2 separate regions of the Zea mays genome follow, and region 1 is linked to region 2. The links are chromatin contacts, called in public Hi-C maps. All regions are on one chromosome and are shown on one strand. Each heading gives the region's core, a stretch centred on a gene start, on an enhancer-like site or on the middle of the called end of the contact. The rest is flanking DNA. Distances are from core to core; before and after follow the strand shown.

Region 1 (3,796 bases), core at 250-2,749, 300 kb before region 2:
TCCTTAATCTGAGACTCAGTGGGAGTGACACCCAATGGATAGTATTTCCCATGATAATACAGTGCAGCCCCGTCGCACTTCACAAGGTCCATGATGCTGGGGCTCTGCGTGACGATGCCAGTTGGTGAATCTCGTAGTAGCATGTCACACAATAGCGTCTGAGTTCGCAGAATGTGCTTCTCTGACAGCTGGTGCGCAAGCTGCAACTCCATGTTGAGCTGCAACCCAAATGCCTGCATGAGAAACTCGCAAGCATACCTCAATGGAAAAGGGATACACCGTGGTGATGTATGGTGGCACACCACTAACCCCCACAACTTCATTGCCGACGAGATGCCACCCCGACCTGTTTGCTCATCGTCACCGCCACTGCTAATGATGACTGCCATAACAAGCGACGCAATTGACCCCATGTTCGCCATGTACTGTGCATGACACCCGTGTGGAGCGCGTAGCGTGGAGCCTACCAAACACAGAGGCTGCGACAGCCCAGGATCTTGAATAACTCTCACCGGGGTGGCATGGCAATCGGCAATCATTCGCACGCGGTTCTGCCGGAACAGGAAGCGCGACGCCTGGGGGATATCTGTGGCGGGATAATGCAATCCGAGGTAAGGCTCAAGGTTGTCGCGCCGGCTCTCGGCGACAACTTCCCCGTGCTCGTCTTCATGGAACCTGTACACCATGACACGGTCATAACCCGTGAGCTCGCGAACATGCTCCACGACTGTGTCGCAGAGAAGCTTGACGTCCCCGCCGGGTAGCGCCTGGAGGCGGGAGATGGCGCGGACCGCCAGTTTCTGGGACTGGACTGCACCGGCGATGGAGAGAGCGGGGTCCTCGGTGCGGGCGGGCTCGAGGTCGATGACGACGCCGACGTCGATGCGGTGGAGGATGGCGTAGAACGGCTTGGAGGAGACCCTGGAGTGGATCCATATCGGGTTGAGCAGCGAGATCTCGCGCGCGGCGAAGGCGCGCTCTAGGAGGACCGCGGACGAGGGGGAGAAGAGGAGGCGCGCGTCGGCACCCAGGGAAACGTGGGGCGGCGCAGAGGAGTCCAGCGAGGGAACGGAGTGGTGAGGCGACAGGTCGAGCAGGTCGGGGGAGTTCTCGGAGAAGGCGAGGAGGCGGAAGGAGGAGTCGTCGGCGACGGCGAGCGTGCAGCCGAAGGGCTGGATGTGGCCGCCGCGCTGGATGCGGGAGAGGTAGGCGGCGATCTGCTGCTCGGAGGACGGCGTGGGCGGCGCGCGCAGCGATTGGGAGTAGTCGAAGCTGCGGCCCGACGCGCCCGATTGCTCGAACACCGCGTGTAGGCGCGCGTCTAGGGTGTACTGGGCGACGGCCTTGGAGACCGACTCCGTGGCCGCGGCTCCCCCGCCCGCGCGGGACGTGCTCCCGCCCGACGACTGGGAGTGGTGGTGGTGGTGCGCGTGACGCGGCGCCTCGGGCCGCGCGGAGGAGGGGGAGCGCGTGGGCGTGGCGCGGCTGCCCGACGCCATGGCGGGGTTGGGGGAGACCTGGGGCTCTCTCTGGATTAGGCGGCCCCGTCCGGTCTTGTGCGCTCGTCAGTCGTCTCGTCGGCTCGCTCGCCCCCTCGACTGAGGTTCTTCCGATAGCTTTGCTTTGGTTTGCTTCACCGCTCTCACTGTCACTGGTCGCTTACTGGGGCGTGGAGCCAAGGATATTGCGCGCAAGGCGATGACGATGGCGTGGCTGGGATAGGGATGGTACTGGGGAAGTGGGGATCGGGGTTGCCGGGTTGGGCCGCAGTGGTTTCAGGTTTGGAATGGATAGCACTCGCGCAGTCACGCTGGGGACGACGACGAACTCCAAACTTGAAAGCTGAAGTGGATACGGATGCTCTTACCTTTGCAGCTTTTATTTAGGCGCTGAAAACTAGGAGTATATTCTTATTTATTTCTTTAGCTAGTTTGACAAATCTATTTATTAAGGGCTAGTTTAATAACTTCATTTTTCTAAAAGTTTTTTTCCAAATAAAAAATGTACTATTTTTTTGGGAAAATAAGGTTCTCAAAGTCAAACTGATCCTAAGGGATTCTCATTTTCTTACTGTCGGCGTTTCGAGACCGGGGGTCCCTGGGCCGACGAGTGAAAATGTCGCCGCGTGCCCCAGTCAAGATGGGTCGGCGCGAGATGGAGCGCGAAGGGGGGAAGAAAAGGCAGCCGAAGCGAGAGAGAGATGGAAATCCCGCGGCCTTCGTGTTTGTCCCGCGCCCAGGTCGGGTGCGCTTGCAGTAGGGGGTTACAAGCGTCCACGCGGGAGGGGGAGCGAGCGGCCTCACGCGAGCGCCTGTCCCGTCCTCTTCCCCGCGCGGCCAACCCTCTGTAAGAGGGCCCTGGTCCTTCCTTTTATAGGCGTAAGGAGAGGATCCAGGTGTACAATGGGGGGTGTAGCAGGGTGCTACGTGTCTAGCGGAGGAGAGCTAGCGCCCTAAATACATGTCATCGTGGCAGCCGGAGAGGTTTTGGCACCCGGTTCATGTGGTGTCGTGGCCGTCGGAGGAGCGCTGGAGCCTGGCGGAAGGACAGCTGTCGGGGCTGTTGAGTCCTTGCTGACGTCCTCTTGCTTCCGTAAGGGGGCTGAGAGCCGCCGTCGTCATAGAGCGTGCGGGGTGCCATCATTACTTGTCTGGCGGAGCGAGCCAGATGGGACGCCGGTCTTGTTCCCCGTAGCCTGAGTTAGCTTGGGGTAGGGTAATGATGGCGCCTCCTGTTGACGTGGTCGGTCCGCGCCCTAGGTTGGGCGATGTGGAGGCTCCTCCGAGGTCGAGGTCGAGTCTGTCTTGCGTGGCCGAGGTCGAGTCCGAGCCCCTGGGTCGGGCGAGGCGGAGACCGTCGGCTGAAGCCAGGGCTAAGTCCGAGCCCTAGGGTCGGGCGAAGCGGAGTTCGTCGTCTTCTGGGGCTGAGCCCAAGTCAGAGCCCTGGGTCGGGCGGAGCGGAGTTCGCCGTCTTCCGGGGCTGAGCCCAAGTTCGAGCCCTGGGTCGGGCGGAGCGGAGTTCGCCGTCTTCCGGGGCTGAGCCCAAGTCCGAGCCCTGGGTCGGGCGGAGCGGAGTTCGCCGTCTTCCGGGGCTGAGCCCAAGTCCGAGCCCTGGGTCGGGTGGAGTGGAGTTCGCTGTCTTCCGGGGCTGGGCCCAAGTCCGAGCCCTGGGTTGGGCGGAGCGGAGTTCACCGTCTTCCGGGGCTGAGCCCGAGTCCGAGCACTGGGTCGGGCGGAGCGGAGTTTCCTATGGTGCCTGAGGCCGGGCCTGACTGCCTGTCAGCCTCACTCTGTCGAGTGGCACAGCAGTCGGAGCGGCGCAGGCGGCGCTGTCCTTCTGTCAGGCCGGTCAGTGGAGCGGCGAAGTGACTGCGGTCACTTCGGCTCTGTCGACTGGAGGACGTGCGTCGGGATAAAGGTGTCAGGCTGCCTTTGCATTAAATGCCCCTGCGATTTGGTCGGTTGGTGTGGCGATTTGGCCAGGGTTGCTTCTTGGTGAAGACTGGGCCTCGGGCGAGCCGGAAGTTCGTTCGTCGCTGGAGGGGGGCCTCGGGCGAGACGGAGATCCTCCGGGGTCAGCTGCCCTTGCCCGAGGCTGGGCTCGGGCGAGGCGTGATTGAGTCCCTCGAATGGACCGATCCCTGACTTAGTCGCACCCATCAGGCCTTTGCAGCTTTGTGCTGATGGGGGTTACTAGCTGAGAATTAGGAGTCTTGAGGGTACCCCTAATTATGGTCTCCGACAATAGCCCCCGAGCCTCGAAGGGAGTGTTAACACTCGCTTGGAGGCTTTTGTCG
Region 2 (4,125 bases), core at 216-2,715:
AAATTTCCCTTAAAACAAATGTGGACTTGGAACAACATGGCCTCACTTCCATGCAACACAACATAAGTTAAGATTGCACCACCGAACGGAGCATCCAACCCAACGTATACTATGTCCATCACATAATTTACTAAGCTATAAGTACAAAGTAAAATAACTGGCTGCATATCTTCCACAAGGTAGAATTAGGGTCTGTTTGGTTGTATTGTGGCTGTGAAAAAAGCTGTTGTGGGCTGTGAGCTGTGAGAAAAGCTGCTGTGGGCTGTGAGCTGTTAAAAAACTAAAAAATGTTTGGTGGAAACCACTAAAAGTCGCTAAAAGTTTTTCCATATATATTTTCACAGTTCCATCCAAAAGCCGCTAAAAGCAGGTCTAGAGGTGCTTTCAAGTTTTGCACTGCAAGAAAGTCGGCTTTTAGAAAAAGCTGCTTCCTAGATCCAGCCCTTTGGTTTGGCTTTTGGCTTTTAGGGGTAAAAGCCAAATCTAAAAGCCAAACCAAACACACCCTTAAAGCAGCTCAAACGTGTAAGCTACAAGGAACACCCCCTACATGTTAGATAGTAGAATCATAGGTCTAGGTACCAAGTGCTTCACCTGAAATCGATGGCTTCTCCTCGTAGAAATCTTTTGTGAAGGCGTCATACTCAATGGTCGAGTGATCGAGTGCTGGTATGGGCTCTATTTTCTTCTTGTCGATGACTATGGGGTTGTCATCAGAGTCGTATTCCATCATGCCGGCGTCGACGGCCTTGGCAGCGGCGTAGACCTCCTCATCGGAGTCGTAACCAGCGCGCATGACGTCGGCGGCCAGCGTGAGGCCAGCGTCCTTCTTGGCCCGCAGGAAGCTCTCGACGGGGTCATCCTCGTCATCGTCGGAATCCGTGCGGCGAAGCGCCTCGGGCTTGGGCGGCGGGGGCGGCGCACGGATCTCCTCCTGGATCTCGGCCATGAAGGCGTCGAGCGGGTCCATCTCCTCCTCATTCTCGGCCTTTCCTTCTACCGCGGTGCTGGCTTGGGCATCTGAGGGGGCGTCGTCGGAGAAGGCGATGTCGTCGAGGTCTGGGTCATCGGTCGGACGGTAGAGCCGCTGCACGGACTGCGAGCGCTCGAAGTTGTAGGAGGTGGGCCGCGGGATGCTGAAACCCTCGAGCTTCGGCCGCTTCGACATAGCACCGACGAACGGGGCCGGAGGTGGGGCCGGGGCGAGCTAGGGTTTGCGAGCCGGGTGTGACGGAGGAAGACGATGGCAGCGCAGAATTGGCGCCGCTCGGCTTGCTGGGTGGCGGTGGCGGTCTCGCGGACTCGTCGCTCCGGTCTCCGGAGAGACTGGGCCGTGTAGGCTGTGCTGGATGAATGTAGGCCTTGCCTTGGACCAAATGTGCCCGAGGCCCCGTGGGTCGTTGGTCGTCATGGTGTGGCCCGTCTCTTTTAGGCCGGTTCCACCATCCCTCTATCGGCCATGTCACATCAGCAACGACTAGCAGTTACAGCCTCAACTTATAGGCCCTGTTTCGCACAGCTGCTGCTTATTGAAAAAGCAGCTTATCTGAGAAGCTGGTGAACAGCAGCTTCTGCTTGTTGGCTGCTTTTAGTGTATTCTGAGAAGCAGCTGAACTGATAAGCTGCTGCAGAAGCTGACTGTTTGGCAGAACTTCTGCTTAAATTTGTGAAGAAGCTGAAAATAAGTTGTGCCAAACAGGGCCATAGAGTCATAGCCACATCATCTTTTTATTTCAAAATTAACTATTCATACTGATTTATTCCGACATCTAAAAATCACACAACATATTTTTTATTGAATTAAAAATTATGTATTACATAATACTTAAAATAAAATAGTGTGTGAAATGAGCTTCAACTAAGTGAGAGTATTTATAAATGGACTAAGAATGAAATTTATGTTTTTTGTACAAAAAATTGAATTTTTGGACTCCAAACAATCACCCTAATACATGTGGCAGTGACGTGGATGGCATCGACCAATCAGAGGTCACCAATTCACTTTCGCCTCACTACTCTCGCCCGTCCACACCCATTCCAACGCATCGCCCCGCTATCGCCCGTCTCTCACTTCTCTACCGCTCCAATCTACTATCCAATGCGGGCTAGAGCGAGGCGATATGCACACTGTCACCGGGCTCCCACCCTCTCGCCCGTCTCCCGTCCATCACATGTTGTGAGATGTCCACTCTTGCCTCTACTCTAGCCTTCATTGGCACTAGCCTTATGACTGTAGATGTGGCCCGTCTAGAGCATCTCCAAACACATAACAAATAACAAGCTAAAAAACAATATCTTTTTATATAATATGGTGGAATTAGAACAGAGGACAGGGCAGAGGACAGGGCACACGAGTAACCTTTGTTCTAATAAAACACAAAAAATATGTGTTATGTTGGTTCTGGGTGTGAATGTGGAGCTAACTACTAAGGTTCAAACCCCACTTATGCATAATTCTACCTTATTTTTGTGTAAAGCGGGAAGAGACTACTGTTGAATCGTGGAAATTGGTGCTTTATGTAGTAGAAAAAGATATAATGTCTCGAACAAATCTAGGTTATTGAATTTTTAAATAATGTCTCAAATAACTAAACAAACATTAAATAATTATATAAAAAGAAAAGGAATCGCTTGAGATTCTCCTAATGAGTAATGACATCAGAAATCTCGAGCATGGGCTCTCCTTTCTTTCTCCCTACCTAGATGTCAGTGACAAATATGCGACGACATGTGGCACCGAAGCTCGTCTTTTGATGTTGTCTCCAAGGCTCCACGCATCCCTTAACTAGACATGCGTGGAGCATTGTCCCCCAAACACCTCCAATGGTTCCCCGTAGAAAGCTCCCTACATACGAAGGAAAGAGTGATTCCCTCGCATATGTGCAGCATTGTGCAGATCATCTGAAGCCACGTGTGAAGCTTTCACGAGGGGGAGCAACAGCGTTGGTCAGAGAAGAACTCAAGCAACAGTGGGACTAGCAGAGTCGAGCGAAGGGGGTGGACAGCGAGGACACCACCGGTGCAGTTGGAGGTCCGACATTTTTGTCACTTATTGTCGGGGACCATAATTAGGGGTACCCTCAAGACGCCTAATTCTCAGCTGGTAACCCCCATCAGCATAAAGCTGCAAAGGCCTGATGGGTACGATTAAGTCAGGGATCAGTCCACACGAGTGACTCGATCACGCTTCACCCGAGCCTAGCCTCGGCCAAGGGCAGCCGACCTCGAGAGACTTCCGTCTCGCCCGAGGCCCCCTTTTTATGGCGGACACATCACCGGCTCGCCCGAGGCTTTGGCTTCGCTCAGAAGCAACCTTGACTAAATCGCCACACCGACTGACCAAATTGCAGGGGCATTTAACGCAAAGGTGGCCTAACACCTTTATCCTGACACGCGCCCCCGGCAGAGCCGAAGTGACCGCCGTCACTCCACCGCTCCACCGGCCAGTCTGACAGAAGGACAGCGCCGCCTGCGCCACTCCGACTGCAGTGCCACTCGACAGAGTGAGTCTGACAGGCAGTCAGGCCTTGCCAAAGGCGCCACGGCGAACTCCGCTCCGCCCGACCCCAGGGCTCGGACTCGGGCTAAGACCCGGAAGACGGCGAACTCCGCTCCGCCCGACCCCAGGGCTCGGACTCGGGCTAAGACCCGGAAGACGGCGAACTCCGCTCCGCCCGACCCCAGGGCTCGGACTCGGGCTAAGACCCGAAAGACGGCGAACTCCGCTCCGCCCGACCCCAGGGCTCGGACTCGGGCTAAGACCCGGAAGACGGCGAACTCCGCTCCGCCCGACCCCAGGGCTCGGACTCGGGCTAAGACCCGGAAGACGGCGAACTCCGCTCCGCCCGACCCCAGGGCTCGGACTCGGGCTAAGACCCGGAAGACGACGAAACTCCGCCTCGCCCGACCCCAGGGCTCGGACTCCGCCCTGGCCTCGGCCGAACGACTTCCACCTCGCCCGACCCCATGGCTCGGGCTCGGCCACGGCAACGGAAGGCAGACTCAACCTCGGCTTCGGAGGAACCCCCACGTCGCCCTTCCTAGGGCACAGACCGCCACGTCAACAGGAAGCGCCATCATCATCCTACCCCGAATCGATTCGGGTCACGGAGAACAAGACCGGCG

Evidence for each region. Hi-C and Micro-C count contacts between places; a contact is called where the count stands out from the background.
Region 1: a contact with region 2 is called in a Hi-C map of leaf, with 7 times the contacts expected there. The contact joins the promoter of LOC100383702 here to the promoter of LOC103634567 in region 2. A contact is called at or near these places in 2 of 25 Hi-C or Micro-C datasets (endosperm and leaf).

Annotation. Positions count from the first base shown.
Region 1 is chr1:49,877,999-49,881,794 of Zm-B73-REFERENCE-NAM-5.0, reverse strand. It overlaps LOC100383702 (Phytochrome B), which reads right to left and starts at 1,499. Exons shown (of 4, transcript NM_001176339.1): 1 at 1-1,499. The coding sequence starts at 1,499.
Region 2 is chr1:49,574,309-49,578,433 of Zm-B73-REFERENCE-NAM-5.0, reverse strand. It overlaps LOC103634567 (DEAD-box ATP-dependent RNA helicase 24), which reads right to left and starts at 1,465. Exons shown (of 5, transcript XM_008656725.3): 1 at 595-1,465. The coding sequence starts at 1,168.